Regions from separate parts of the Mus musculus genome. Here region 2 is linked to region 1. A link is a contact called in public HiChIP or PLAC-seq data. All regions are on one chromosome and are shown on one strand. Each heading gives the region's core, a stretch centred on a gene start, on an enhancer-like site or on the middle of the called end of the contact. The rest is flanking DNA. Distances are from core to core; before and after follow the strand shown.

Region 1 (7,512 bases), core at 1,095-3,594:
AAAGAGAAGATCCAGGGGGAACTAACAGTGAAACCCTGTGGGGCTGGAGGAGCAACAGGAAGTGGCCACATAGAAAGCAAGACTAGCCCCTGAGGTCACTAGGAGGCAGGCTCCTCCTGTGGGCCACAGTGAGGACTCTGGAATGTATTCAAAGAGTGAAACCACTGGCATTTGAAGCTGGCACCTACCTGAGAAACTTTTGATAAATCATGAAGAGCAATGGTTTGCCCTGGGATGGTGGCTGTACCAGCGACAAGAAGTAGCCAGATCTGTGTGTGGAGAGGCCAGTAGGTGACAAATCGGATGTTGACTCAGGGTCTGTCAGAGGGACTTGATGGTACGAGGACTTCACCGCTAACTGGAAGAATGGCACTCTCATCTATGGAGCCTCCCCAGGCAGCAGGAGGGAGAAGACTGAGAACTAAGAGGGACCCATGCTCTGTTGTCACACTTCCTGCATGTCTGTTTCGCGGCATAATGGAGGGAAGCATAACACTGGAAGCAAGGTCCTAGGATCAGACGATCAGACAGAGGGAAGTAGGGGTGGTGTCCAGGACTGGAGGGTGGGGAAAATGCCCATGGGGGCGGGGTGATGAAAATTGAAAAATTGTTGGAAAAGAACAAAGAAAATGGTAGCCAGGAGATGGAAATGGCTCAGCTGGTAAAGGTGCCAGCCGCCAAACCTGAGGAGCCATGATTGACTCTCTAAACCCATGTGGTGGAAGGAGAGACCCATCAGCTTAGACGATAGCGAGCTGTCTCTAACCGCCACAAGTATGTTATGGCCTATGTGTGTACTTGCACACACAGCTAAGTAATCACATGTAATAAAAAGTTTTTAAGGAAAAAAGTCAGGCAGTCAGAAGGAGAAAGTAGTTTACAAAGTTGGCAAAGATAAACAGGTGTCAGTGGTAGACATGGCATTGAGAACAGCAACAACAAAGAGTGCTTCCGTGTCCTCCAGCGTGGACCAGGCTCTGCTCTATCTTAAACACACAGACAAGGCAACTGGAAGAAAGAGATTACCAAAATGGCTGTGTAACCTGCTTATATAGCAGGCGGAAAGGAGAGCCCAAGTTTCTCGAACTCGAGCTCCCCTTGGGTTAAGCACCTGTTTTAGACAAGCAAGGTCTTTCTTTACTACTTAGCCTGTGTCTATCTCTTCTCTCTCCCTGAATGCGGCTTTCCTTCAGGCCTTGCCAGGCAATGACCAGAGGGGTTCTAATACTTCCTATCAAAGGGCATGCCTCAAGAACCTTCCAGACACAATCAGGACAGTGTGCATCCATACATCACGCCTGGTACTTCTCTCAAGGTTCTGAGGGAAAAAAAGTTTCATTGGTTTAAAAACATTTTTATATAGGTCAGACATAGTTAATCTTACCTCTCAGAAGGCAAAAATCAAGGGACCTCTGTTGAATGGAGGCCAGAACAGGCACAGTGAGACCCTGTCTTCAAAAAAAGAGTATTTAGGAAAATGTAAGTCTGAAAGTCATTTTGGTAACGTATTTTTAATGTGCTACTTCACAGGAACATAGCAGGGGATGAAGGGAACGCACGACACATTACCATCAGTACACCAGCATGGTGTGTCTCAGCAGCAGCTGCTGGGAAAAAGGGAATGACCTGCATGCCCCTGAAATGACTGGATAACTGAACCACAGCATATCCAGCACAGGACAGTAAGCAGCCACTGAAAGGAAGAAGCCAAGGGCTGGAAAGATGGCTCCGTGGGTCAAGTGGTTGTTAGATGAGTATGAGTTCCAGATGAGTGGATCCCAGCTCCTCGCTCGTCAGTCAGGGTAGCCATCAGGGCAAGCTAAGGGCTCAGTGAAAGGTTCTATGTCAAAACACAGCAATAGAAGAAAACACCTGACATTGGCCTCTGGTCTCCACGGGCACACACACATACTACTGGATGTGTGTACGTGTATACACACACACACACAGAGTATCCACAGCACACTAAATTCATTCATTCAGCAGATACTTGTGGGACGCTTCCTGCCTGCGGCTGGTGGTGTAATTTCTGAACTTTACATTTCAGCATCGAAAACACAAGCACAAGAACAGATGACCATTTCTTGAAATGCATGAAACAAAATACCACACCAGACTAATGTGGGTAGAAGGATGAGAAGGGAGACGGGCTGTTGTTTTTATAAACTGTAATGTCAAACGGTATAGCTGTGAATTCACCTCAAGCTTTACCATTTCGTTCCCACAGTAAGAACTTCGTTCCCACAGTAAGAACTACATTCTCGGGGGGCTGTCCTCTCAGAATGGGGAAGAAGAAAGAATGTCCTCGGCAGGTTCCCTCCAAACCACATGCCTGGAGGCCGGGCCCATATTTCTCAGAAAGAGGCTGGGCCAGCCTCCACTCCCGAATCTTAATCTCATACACCCACTGGCAAGCTGCAGTTGTTTTTGTAAAAATTCCCTTCTCGTGGCACACAAATTTAACTTAGGCTGGATCGCTGGACGAACCGTGAGTCTTTTAAGTGGAGACAAACATGACTTATATTAAAAGGAACCACAAAAACGTTTACAGAAATAACCAGGAATGTAGGTTTTTAAAAGTCAAGACAAAACGGCACAGTCACAGAATTTAAGACCTTGCTCACACCATTTAAAGGCTTAAATTATAGCTTGTGCGTGAGTTCTGCCTAATTTCACAGCACAAGACTGCCACATCAGCCGCAAGCCACATGAAGAGAAACCACGAAAATGAATTCCAAATTGCATTTAGAGTGTGACGTAGCTAATCCATATCTATTATTACATTTGGTAAAACGTACTTTCACCTGCTTATTAGCAAATTTGCGGTGAGGGTAACTCACTGTAGCGGTGGGTTGAAATAGGGTACCAAGAACACATACATACCCATTCCTAACCCCTGGTGCCTGAGACTGTGACCTTATTTGGAAATAGGGACTTCGGTAGATATAATTAAGAAGCTCAAGGTGAGATCATGCTGGAACTAAAGCCAGTGACTGCCATACTTATGAGAAAAAGGAGAGAGTTGACTGAGGCACACAGAAAAGACCACGGGAAGGAAGCCTGGAGTGAGCTGCGACCGACTGAGAACACCCAGGCAGGCCGGCAAGTGGCCTTCCCTTTGAGAGTTCAGAACTGACCAACTGATGAACAATCTGGACTCTGAGCGTTCAGCAATGAAAATACAAACTTGCCTTGCTTCAGACACCAAGTTTGTGATCATTTGTCACAGCAGCCCCAGGAAACTAACAGGCACCTATCAGATTGACCAGCCTAAATGTTCTGCGCATGTAAAAGCCAAGAGGAATAGTTAACAAAAAGGATTTTCTCCTCCTCAACTACTGAGACAGAAGGCAAACTGTCCACAGGCCAGCTTTATACAGGGAGAGTAAAATGAGACTTGTTTCCTTTCACTAAACTGGAGACTCAGTTTCCAAAGGCACAATAAACAAAAGCGGGGGGGGGGGGGGGGGGGGAATCTTACTATTTGTTTCTTAATGTATTACAATACATCTGAAAGAAAGAGAGAGAGAGAGAGAGAGAGAGAGAGAGGGAGAGAGAGGGAGGAAGGGAGGAAGGGAGGAAGGGAGGGAGGGAGGGAGGGGGAAGGAGGAAGGGGGGAGAAGGGAGGGAGGGAGGGAGGGAGGGAGGGAGGGAGGGAGGGAGGGAGGGAGGGAGGGAGGGAGGGAGGGAGGGAGGGAGGGAGGGAGGGAAGGCACTAGGACTAGCATACAGAGGCCGTGCCAGAGCAGGGCCCTGTGCATCACAGACTCGCACAGGTGCAGCCACTTCAGGGTGAACTGGATGGAGTGTGCCAGCCCACACCTGTAGTCCCAGTCACTGCTGCTGGTGTGGTTAAGGCAAGGGTCATACCAGCTGAGGAATTAGAACAGCCTAAGGAACAAATCAGGATTTGGGGGGGGGGGGGGTCATGGCAGACCACACCTTTAATCCCAGCACTGGGGAGACAGATCTCTGTGAGGCCAGCCTGGTATACATAGTGACTTAGAGTCCAGCCAAGACTACACAGTAAGACCCTGTCTCAAAAAAAATTTTTTTAGAAGTAAATTTTACTGTTTATTTTGAGTTTGGTTTCTGCTTTAAAATAGTAATCATCCAAATTGAAAAACTGGAAAAATATTGACAGACAGACAGACAAAACACACACACACACACAAACCCTTTAGGCCTCATCTTTAAAACACAAATCCTTCTTTCAATTACTTCTTACATTCAACTTAACACGTGAAATTAAATACCTATTTTCTATTTTGCAAGTCCATTAACTTTCTGAAACTGTTCAACTGAAGTTCATCCTTTAAGGTTTTGTTTACAATCAGGTTCACACGGCAGTTACAGATAACTAGGAAGCTGAGAACTTAAGGTGGAAATTCTGATCTAATTATAAAGTAAGCCTTGTAATTGAAAGAGACAAATGGGAACTCCAAGGAGAGGTCCACTGTAATGGGGGTTTCCGACTGGGTGCTTTCCCTTGGGCATTTTGGGTTCTGGGCGGTTCTGGTCTATAAGCATAATTTACATATCAACTAAGCCCTCAGTTTAGAAGTAACAGTGAAGAAGTGCAGGAAAGCAAGAGAGACCAAAACATTAGCAGGTCTTATCAAAGACCAATGATAGTCCACATTTCCCTTTAATTGTATCTTTTAATATATTTATATATGCACATGTGTGCACAGCACTTAGATGGCATCACCAGTAGATGCAGAGGGGCTGGAGAGATGGCTCGGTGGTTAAGGTGTGCTCTGGCAGAGGACCTGAGTTTGATTCCTGGCACCCACAGGGCAGCTCACAACCATCTGTAACTACAGTTCCAGGGGGTTCGGGGAAGTAAGGGGTGGGGATGAAGGAGGTGGGACATGCTTTTAATACCAGCAATTCAGGAGGTGAAACCGACTATGGCTAGACTAGTCTACAGCGTGAGTTCCAGGAAAGCCAGAGAAACCCTGTCTTGAAAAAAAGGTCCTCTTCTGGCCTCTTTGGACACCTGGCTCACACATGGTATGACAGACAAAACATTCATATACATAATCTAAAAAAAAAAATTGCAAGGCATGGTGGCTTATAACTACTCTAGAGGTAGAAGTAGGCAAATATCTGAATAAGGCCAGCCTGGTGGTCTATACAGAGTTCTAGAACAGTTACGGCTACACAGGAACACACCATCTCAAAAGGAAGGAAGGAAGGAAGGAAGGAGGGAGGGAGGGAGGGAGGGGAAGAGAAGAGAAGAGAAGAGAAGAGAAGAGAAGAGAAGAGAAGAGAAGAGAAGAGAAGAGAAGAGAAGAGGAGAGGAGAGGAAAGAAAAGAGAAAAAGTAGGAGGAAGAGTAACTCTCTTACAGTGGAAAAAGCTAAAACTACAATAAGCAAAAGCTTGATTTTTCTGCCAAATAAAATCTCTGAATGCATTTCAACTTTTTTTTACGATATCTAGTTTATTTTATTTATATATGAGAGTTGTGTTCTTCCTGTTTGTACCTGCATGAGGTGTCACATCTCCTTGATGGATCCTTGTCACGGAGGTGTGGGAACCAAGCTTGGGTTCCCTGGAACCCAAGACCACCAAGGAGCCTCTCCAGCTTCTCTGAAAGCAGTTTTAAATAGCCATGTTTTTGATAAGAACATAAATTTTACCAGCCAGAGGTTAAATGTTTATACTACAGTCCTATGTAGGTATGGTTATTCAAAACTGCAATGCCAAGTCTGGTGACTCACAAAGACTGCCTAGGTTTTATAGTGAGACCCTTTCTCAAAAGCAAAACAACTAAAACCATAAACATCCCACACATTAAACACGAGCTATGCACAATGGCTTCCTCCAAATAAATAAATAAATAAATAAATAAAGCAGTGGGCAGGGGGGGTCCTCAGGATTCACAGACAAATATGGCCGCCAGTCAGAGTCAACTCCAGCAGTCATGATGGCCGCCAGTCAGAGTCAACTCCAGCAGTCATGAAGCACACACCAGTTTGCACCCTGGGTATGACATAATGAAACCAGTGCTTTAGCTCTGCATCTCTCTTCCAACCCCCATAACCCTAGGCTTGCCGTGAGAAAAGAGTCAGGGCCAGCCAAACAAAGGTAAGCCACCCAGGAGGAGTCCAAGAAGACATGGATGGGGGTGCAGTGTGTTACCCTGGTGGGACCCAGACAGAAAAGGCATTAGATAAAAACCACAGAAATCTGAATGAAGATACTTAGAAATTTTATATAGTATTTTTTCAGGCTTTCTGTAAATCTAAAGTTCTTAATAATGATAAAAATAATAACAACAATATTCTCCAGTACTGCGGAGGCTGAGGCAGGGTGACAGGGAGTTTCAGGTCAGCCAGAACTCCACAACATGATCCTGTTTCAAAACGCAAGGTCTAGGGATACGGCTCAATGGCAGAGCACCTGCCCGTGGCAAGCACCATTTATTTGTTTTTAATTGTGTGGTAGTCATCTCTAGACAAATACTAATTCAGATTCTAGACAGTACTTTTCTAATCATTCACATTGTCAAAGTTAATTTAAGAAAAACACACAGTAGTTTCTCTCAATGCTAAGATTAAATCTAAGATTTGGGGTACATGAGGTCAAGTTAAAAAGAGACCAACTCCACCTATTCAAGTAAACACTTGGCTCACTGTGATCCGGGTGTGAAAACCAAAAGCCTCACAATCGCACAGCTATTTATAATAAGAGGTTACATTTAAATTTCACAAACAACATGGTTCTGAAGACACTACTAAAGCAGAAGGCGCATCCACAACTGTATCAGAAGCTCAGTGAGGAAGTCTGGCCCTGTGTGCACCATCAAGGACTAAGTCTTATGCCCCAAACATGGTTCCCCTGGCTTCCTCATTTACATACTAGCTCCATGCAATAAGCAAAAGACGATAAACATTCTCAGCATATCAAAAAGATAGGAGATGAGACTTTCAGAAGGGGGGGCAGGGGACAACTAACCTCCCCTTTACTGACTGGGACTCACCAAGTGTTCAGCTCCAGCCTGGAAAATTTCACACTGCAGTTCAACGAAAGCAGAGCTCACTAGAGACAACAAAATAAACAAGGACTCCCTCGCTCTCAAGGAGTCTCCCTTGAGGAGGCAAAAAAGGAAGAGGAAGGTGTGTCTTGGAGTGGAGGACATTTGAGTGTTGTTATAGTGGGTTCAGCACAAAGTCCTGCAGAAGCATCTATGAGACATGGGGGAGGGATCCCACAGTCTTCATCATCTCAATGAACAACAAAAACAAAAGACTCAAACTGTAAACGCCTAAAGCAGGGTGACGAGCCCACAGCTGTGATCTAGGTGCTTGGAGGCGGGAGGAGCAGGTGGTCAAGGGCTGGAGAGAGGGCTGAGATTAACTAAGAACTCTGCTCTGCCACAGGGTAGGGGGTTGGTTCCCAGCACCCACTTAGGGCAGCTCACGGCCACCTGCAACTAGCTCCAGAGACTCTGAAGCTCCCTTTTGACCAGGACAGGTATCCCCCAGTGCAGACACGCAGGCAT
Region 2 (7,158 bases), core at 1,226-3,725, 130 kb after region 1:
GTTTACCATCTTACTGGCCCCATTTTGGTAAGTCATGATTCTATAAAATTTATGTTTAAAAGATGATTAAAATCTTTGGACTCCTCTTTTTTTACAGTGTCTCTCAAAATAGTATTATCAAGGAAGAGTTTGAGAAGTCAGGGAACTGTATAGCTACTTTTTTTTTTTCATAGGTATATAAACGATTTATTAACAGCAAGGCCGGGAGACTCATTTCTTCTTGGATATACCCACAGTATGGCCCCTGCAGCCAGTGATCTTGGTGTGCTGACCGCAGACACGAAGGTCCCAAAAGTGGCGCAGCCCTCTATGGGCTCGAATTTTCTTCAGCCGCTCCAGGTCCTCACGCAGCTTGTTGTCTAGACCGTTGGCCAGAACCTGGCTGTACTTCCCATTCTTCACATCCTTCTATCTGTCCAGGAACCAATCCGGAATCTTGTACTGTCGTGGGTTCTGCATGATGGTGATCACTCGCTCCATCTCATACTCCATGTGAGTTCTCCAGCCCTCTTGGTGAGGTCAGTATCTGCTTTCCTCAACACCACATGAGCATAGCTCCGCCCCATGCCCTTAATGGCAGTGATGGTGAAGGCTATTTCCCCCGCCCATCGATGTTGGTGTTGAGCCTCGAAAATGTGCTGGGACTTCTCAGGGATCACTAGAGACACGGCGGTGGCACAGACAGCGGCGGCATGTAGGCCTCCTGTGCTACTTTTTATTTTTTTATTTTTTTTAATACAGGAGGGCTTCTCTAGATTGTCATGGATGTCCTCACAATGTACAGCAGGCTGGTCTCAAATTTAGAGATCCACCTGCCTCTGCCTCCTGAGTGCTAGGATTAAAAGCATGGCCACCATGCCTGGCTCACTCCTCTTTTTTTAAAAAGCATAATTTTAAAAGTTATACATAAAATTTATGTTTAGGCTACTGTAGTGTGTGTTAAAGAAGACAAGAAACTACGTTAGGGTAATGACACTGTCTTTGGGATAAAAACAAAAAACAAAACAAAAACCCTCAAAACAAACAACAAAACAAACTACAAGAATACTGAAGAAGGAAACATAGAATTTAGAATTTGATGAATGGGAAAGCAGAATTAAGGTTTCTAGCAAAGTGACACAGAACACAGCAGAAGATTTAGGGTGTGACATATATTTCTTCAGTGCTGGGACTGAGCCCATACCTGTCACATGTTAGGCAAGAGGTCTCCCACTGAGCTGCACCCCTCCCCCCCATTTCATGTTAAGGAGATAATGGTAAAATACAAGGCTTTTGGTGGGGGGTATGGATTTTTTTTTTAAGCTAGACACTCCAGAAGTGAATTAGCTAAACTGTTTCATTTTATAGATAACAAGACAGGTCCAGGCATTATTTTCAGAAAGCTACTTAGAGAGTTGGGATTAGCCTTGTTCACGACTGTCAGTCCACCAAGCTGCTATCTACTGTACATCCTACTGGCCTTACTTTTATTTCAGATACAAGCACTGGAGTGTTCTTAGAACCCTACATAGCATGTAGAACCTCAGGTAAAACACATGAATCCTGCCTGCACTCTTGTCACTCACTGCATGGCACAAGTCCCAATCAAAGATGCGCTGCTACTGCTAGATGGAGAACACAGGGAGGATGTGGTCAGATGATCAGAAATCCCTAGACAGCACTCTGCTACTGTAACTGATACATGTTTTTAAAGGACCAGTCATGTGACTGTCATTCTCCAAGTAATCAAGCCTACCTATTAGAGACCATCCTTAGGAATATGGGTAGATAGCCACAACTGAGACAACTTGATAAGTGAAGGGTCAAGAACTTTATGAAAACAACACAAGACAGTTGAGGCGCAGTGATATCTCAAAAACGTCTCAAGAAAAGAAAACTTCTTCTAAGTAAAAAACACCAAAAAGCACACAAGTAGAATATAAAACAAGGAACTAAATTCTGAGGGAGGCAAAATAATTGGATTGGTTTTCCTCTTTTTGTAAGAAGGGTGAATGGGGACGAAAGGAATGCACATTTACTGGTGAATGTTTACTATAATACCAAGTGTGGTACTATAAATGTATTATATCACGGCATCAACTCTGGAAAGTAGATACAAGAACCCTCACATACAAGGCGAGGGATAAGGCACAAGAACAGGTAGAAGTGATAATGAGATTAACTACAAGATACCCTGGTTTTATATCTGGGCTCATCTCTTTTAAGCCTTAAGTAACTTAACCTCTTCTAAGACTGTAGCCATAATCTGCAAATGATGACAGCAGTTTCCCCTCACAGGGTCATTATGAGGACTATAGATGTCATGGGAAAAAGCACTCAGCGTTGCACCTGGCACAGATAAAATACTTAGTAGCTGGAGTTTATTTTACTTACTTTGTGCTGGAGATCAAAGGTCCCGGCATGGCATGCTAGGCAGGTGCTCTACCACTTAGCTATATGCCAAGCCACAAGGTTAGTACTTCAGGATTGTTTAAGATCATACAGCAAGTGCGTGGCAGACAAGGTTTTTTATGTAGCAGCAAACTCACTGAACCACACTGCTGTACCACATTGTTCTTTTTAGCTCCTGAGATCTGGAGGAAGACAGAGCTTTGAGAGAACGCAAACACTAGTGATGTACTGCCATTCTAGAGAGGGCCAGAAGGTGATCAGTTAGTTTGACCAGCCATACTATAACTTTAGTGCAACCCTTTACTTGGTGGGTGGTACTAGGAATTAAACCCAGGACCTTCACATATACTACTATCATTGAGTTACATCTCTAGCCCTTTTAACCAATTTCCCTTTAACCCTTTTTATCCTTTGTATCACCTGTTTATAAAGTACATTTCTATTATAACCTCCTCTTCTAATTACCATCTTATCTCTATTTCTCCTCAGTGGGTACATGACTAAGACAATAATTGTCTCTTCTCTAGAATCCATCAATAGCCAAAAACTCAGAAAGGAGGGGTAGTGTCCTATTAACACCTCTCTGACTCATTGTTTGCTGATACGTCCAGTCTTGTGTGGGTTCACTACAGGTGGCTATAGCTGCTGTGATGTCATGACTTGTGGGGAATTGCAGGCTGGTCTCCAGTCGAGCTGAGGTCTGAACCCCGATGGTCATAATTCACCTTCATGACACGGTAGGCGTTCCCTCATGCTCCTGGAACTCTGGCCCCTGCCTAAGTTACCAGCTCCCACAGCCCCCACAAGAGAAGCATGGTCAGTAGTCACATAGACAATGGCCCAAGCTTCTGACCTTCAGGCTAAACTCCTCTCCAGTTACCTAGCAACAGTGAAGACCATAAAAAGGGGTGTTCAGCCCCCACCTCGCTCTCTTACTCTTATGCTCTCTCTCGCTCCTTTGTCCCCTTACCTCCCACTTCTCTCCTCTTCCCTTTCTCTGTCTTCTTCTTTCCTCTCCTTTCTTCCTCTTTCTCTGTAGCCTTCTCTATTTCCACCTCTTTCTCCCTGCATTTCTATAATAAAGCTCTTAAACCATAGAGTCTCTGCTCCATCTAGATTCACTATACCACTCTTGCCAGTGTTGGGAACCTCTTCACTATTCCCTCTCTCCTATAGCCCTGGGGCGACAGGGTGTCGCCTCGGGGGCTGCCCCTTTTCCAATCCCCCTGCCAGATGGGTCAGAGGCTTGCGTGCCCACCTGGGGCCAAGTGGAAAGCATCCCGGCAGCCCCTCAATGTTTGTCTCTGCCTGCCCAGAGCACAGGAACGTTTGGTCCCTTTTCCCTTCCCCTTCTTCCCCAGGGCCTCCCCTGCCCCAACTTTTTTTGTTCCCAACAATGACTGGCTATGTTGTGTTCAGATATAGCATTTCACAGCCCTTCTCCTGATTTCCAGGCTCTTAGTCTTTCTATCATTCTCCAAGATGTTCCCTTAGCCTTAGAGGAAGTGGTAAGATTTTTCTGTTTAGGATCGGAATTAACCATCACTAAATTAAATCTTGTGTGTGTGTGTCTGTGTGTCTGTGTGTGTCTGTACTCATTCGTAGATATGCATGTAGAAACTAGAGGCCAATGATGAGATTCCTCCTCTAGCCTTTTCTTTATTCTTTATTGAGACTGTCTCTGTATGTAAGACATGAATATGTCTATGTTGGTTATGTAGACCAGGCTGGCCTCGAACTTAAAGAGATCCTCCTGCCTCTGCCTCCTGAATACTAGGATCAAAGGCATGTGCCTCCAAGGCCAGTTCTACCTTATTTTTTGGGACATGGGGCTCTCACTGAACTTAGAGCTTGCCAGTTCAGCTGGATTGGCTAGCCAGAGAGTCCATTGGCTCTGCCCATCTTCATTGACCACACTGGGGGCACAGATGTTTGCTGCTGAGCAACTCCCTTCTTGACATGGGTTTCTGAGATCTGGTCTCAGATCTTTATGGTTGCATAAGAAGCAGTTTACTCACTAAGCTATATTTCTAGCCTTCAATCTTGATTTAAGAGAAAAGTTATACATACTGATTAGAATACTTATTAATGTGGAAAAACCAAGTAACCAATAAAACTTACTTTACCACAATTTATATCTAATACTGAGGGTTTTTAAAAAAAAGATTATACACACACACATATATAGGAATATATGATGAGCACATTGTAGCTATCTTCAGACATACTAGAAAAGGGCATTGGATCCCATTAGAGATGGTGATGAGCCACCATATGGTTGTTGGGAATTGAACTAAGGACCTATGGAAGAACAGTCAGTGCTCTTAACTGCTGAGCCATCTTTGTATGTATGTGGGACTAGCTTGTGGGAATAGGCCTTCAACCTTCTACAATATGGGTCCCAGGGGTCAAAATCAGGTTGTCAGGCTTGGCAACAGGCATCTGCACCCTTAAGCCATCTCATTATCTCTTATTTGAATTTTTAAACATATTTTTTACTTGTGGACTTTTCACATGTTCTGTATGAGTTTTTGTCTCTCACATTATTTCTAAATCATATGGAAATGTTTGACAGGTAGCAAAACATTTCTATTAATTTTAGCATCTAAGCTTCTTGGCTTATATTTTCAGATTGTCTTATTATATAGCTCAAAGTAATCTCAAACCCACAATCCTTCTGCCTTCCAAGTGCAGGTATAACACTGGGGTAGTATTTTTAGTAGTAAGGTGCAGTAGTTATTTTAATAACAAGGTAATTTTTCTATTACCAATGTGAACAATCTGCTTATTTTGACAGCTATAGTAACTTTCTTTGTTCTTTTTATGAAGTAACTAGATAATAAAGTCACCTTGCCTTTTCCTCTTTTAGATAACTTTTAACTTTTTAGATCTTATCTAATCCCCAAATGAAAATAACTGCACAGAGCTCCCTCTAGTGTCAAGACATTATGAAACAGAACACGGTCCTATTTATAGGTCTATATAGTAGGATCTTAAGCCTTTGCTGTAGGTAGTGTTTATGTTCTTATGAGATACTGTAATTGTAATTATACTTTATTATCTACTGTGACCTTTGAATGAAAACTACATTTCAACCTGAATGGTGAAACCGTAAACAGCTTCATCAAACAAGTACTGCTCTGCAATTTGGTCCCTAATCATTACCTGTACAAAGATGGTGAACAGTTAATGAGGTTACCTGCACCCCAGTTGTCACTAGCTTCTGGTGACTCGACTGCATACTTTCCTTCTTTCTCTCCTTAAAGGGTTATACAGAAGACAATGTGAGCTGGGACTGCTGGCATGGCCTGTAGTACTACCTCTCAGGATGCTAGTACTAGATTTCTGATTCCAGCAAAGCTGGCCTGAAACCTGTGAAATGAACTGGGTATAAAGTTAAATTCTACTTGTGGCTTGCTCCCTCTACATTAGTAAGCATTCTAGGACACCCTAATGCACGCTTCTTCAGATTTCAAGCTGGCTGTAAATTTGAGACTATGGCTGTGCAGGCTATGTCAACAGATGTCCCATGGTGAAGGAGTCCCTGCCAAAGGAAGATTAAGATATTCCACTTTCTCCACTGAAGGATCTCTCAGAATCTTTAGTATGCTAATGTGTACTATATGACTCTCTAGTAAGGACTATATGCAGCATTCCCTGAATTACTAGCTGTGTCATCGTCTTCTTTCAGAATATCCAATGTCACTTAATGAAATCCATGTTCAAAAGAACAGTGTGGGAACTGATCTAATGCAATCATTCCTCAACTCTCATCAAGTTATCTCCACTCTTTTGACTCATCAAAATGACTCCTTTCCCACAGTCCTTGTATCTCTCCCAGTTGGCAGCTATGACTGAGTTTATTAAAGATCTCAGTGCTTTAGGATTGCAAATGTCCTGTAATTCTCTGGTTTGCTGACTAACACAGCAAGTGGCTTCAAAATTTATGACATCATACAAAGTATTAATCTTCTTACAGGCCCAATAAGTCATTCTGTTCTCACTGACAACAGAAGATGTTATTTCCACTCTGCCCCAGTTCTTATCTATGGACTCTTGGGGAACGAAGGATGAAATCCTGAAGGAAAGACAAAGAAATAGCTTAAGTTGAAATTTAGCAAAACTCAGGCTATCTCAATCATTCCTAGTATAGAGCCCAAAGTACGGCATAGGCTGGGAAATTATTCACAAACACAAGTGGAATCATAACGAGGTGTGTGTGTTGCCTAGCCCGATGAAAAGTTATAAACAGGAGAGAAGGAATAAAAAACAGAGGCCATTTGGAAATGGAACAGCTTGTTGAATCCCCCAAGCTAATCCTAGTGCAGTCAGTAACTGGCTAGAACCACTGTAACTACTAACAAGTACACCCAATGCTAAGTGTGCATGATTTTTAAACTGATTTTAGATGACCTAATTTCCGTAATAATTTGGGATCATCAAGAACAGTATGCTGATGTCAGTCAGTTTGTAATAGCTCCTTTAAGCCAAAGATGGACCTTTTCTCAAGTAATTTGGATACTTTCTCCCTGAAGCAATGTTTGAGAAAAGACCCTAGGAGTTTTAGAGACACTGATGTCATTACAGAAAATGAGGAAACAATAATGCACTGAATTAGTACCTGTTCCATTTTACATCACTCAATTTGTAAGCTTTCTTCATAAATGAAGATACAGTTCACTCAATTTGTAAGCTTTCTTCATAAATGTAGGCAGCAAGGTAAAAAAAAAAATCCCACAGATACAAATCTAAAATTAAGTAATTTAT

The links. HiChIP or PLAC-seq counts read pairs in DNA pulled down with a chosen protein or histone mark.
Region 2: a contact with region 1 is called in a CTCF HiChIP or PLAC-seq map of CD8 T cells, with 13 read pairs. The contact joins two enhancer-like sites. A contact is called at or near these places in 5 of 39 promoter capture datasets (the 3T3-L1 cell line, HPC-7-derived erythroid cells, hippocampal neurons and 1 more), 2 of 15 datasets of contacts at CTCF or cohesin (CD8 T cells and the NIH/3T3 cell line), 55 of 484 Hi-C or Micro-C datasets (the 3T3-L1 cell line, 3T3-L1-derived adipocytes, the C10 cell line and 38 more), 20 of 115 datasets of contacts at active chromatin or transcription factors (CD8 T cells, the NIH/3T3 cell line, Th17 cells and 11 more) and 3 of 9 other capture datasets (adipose tissue, liver and pancreatic islet).

What each region holds. Positions count from the first base shown.
Region 1 is chr7:114,079,472-114,086,983 of GRCm38.p6, forward strand. All of the region lies in intron 1 of Rras2 (related RAS viral (r-ras) oncogene 2), which reads right to left. Among named protein-coding and RNA genes, the nearest start is that of Rras2, 35 kb to the right of the region's middle. Within about 2 kb of position 2,345, at least 34 of the 459 cell types and tissues checked have an H3K27ac peak or open chromatin away from gene starts, as enhancers often do. A contact at or near this core is called in CD8 T cells and regulatory T cells, where this site is marked.
Region 2 is chr7:114,208,421-114,215,578 of GRCm38.p6, forward strand. Copb1 (coatomer protein complex, subunit beta 1) reads right to left here. Exons shown (of 22, transcript NM_033370.3): 22 at 7,139-7,158. Among named protein-coding and RNA genes, the nearest start is that of Copb1, 43 kb to the right of the region's middle. Within about 2 kb of position 2,476, at least 20 of the 459 cell types and tissues checked have an H3K27ac peak or open chromatin away from gene starts, as enhancers often do. A contact at or near this core is called in CD8 T cells and regulatory T cells, where this site is marked.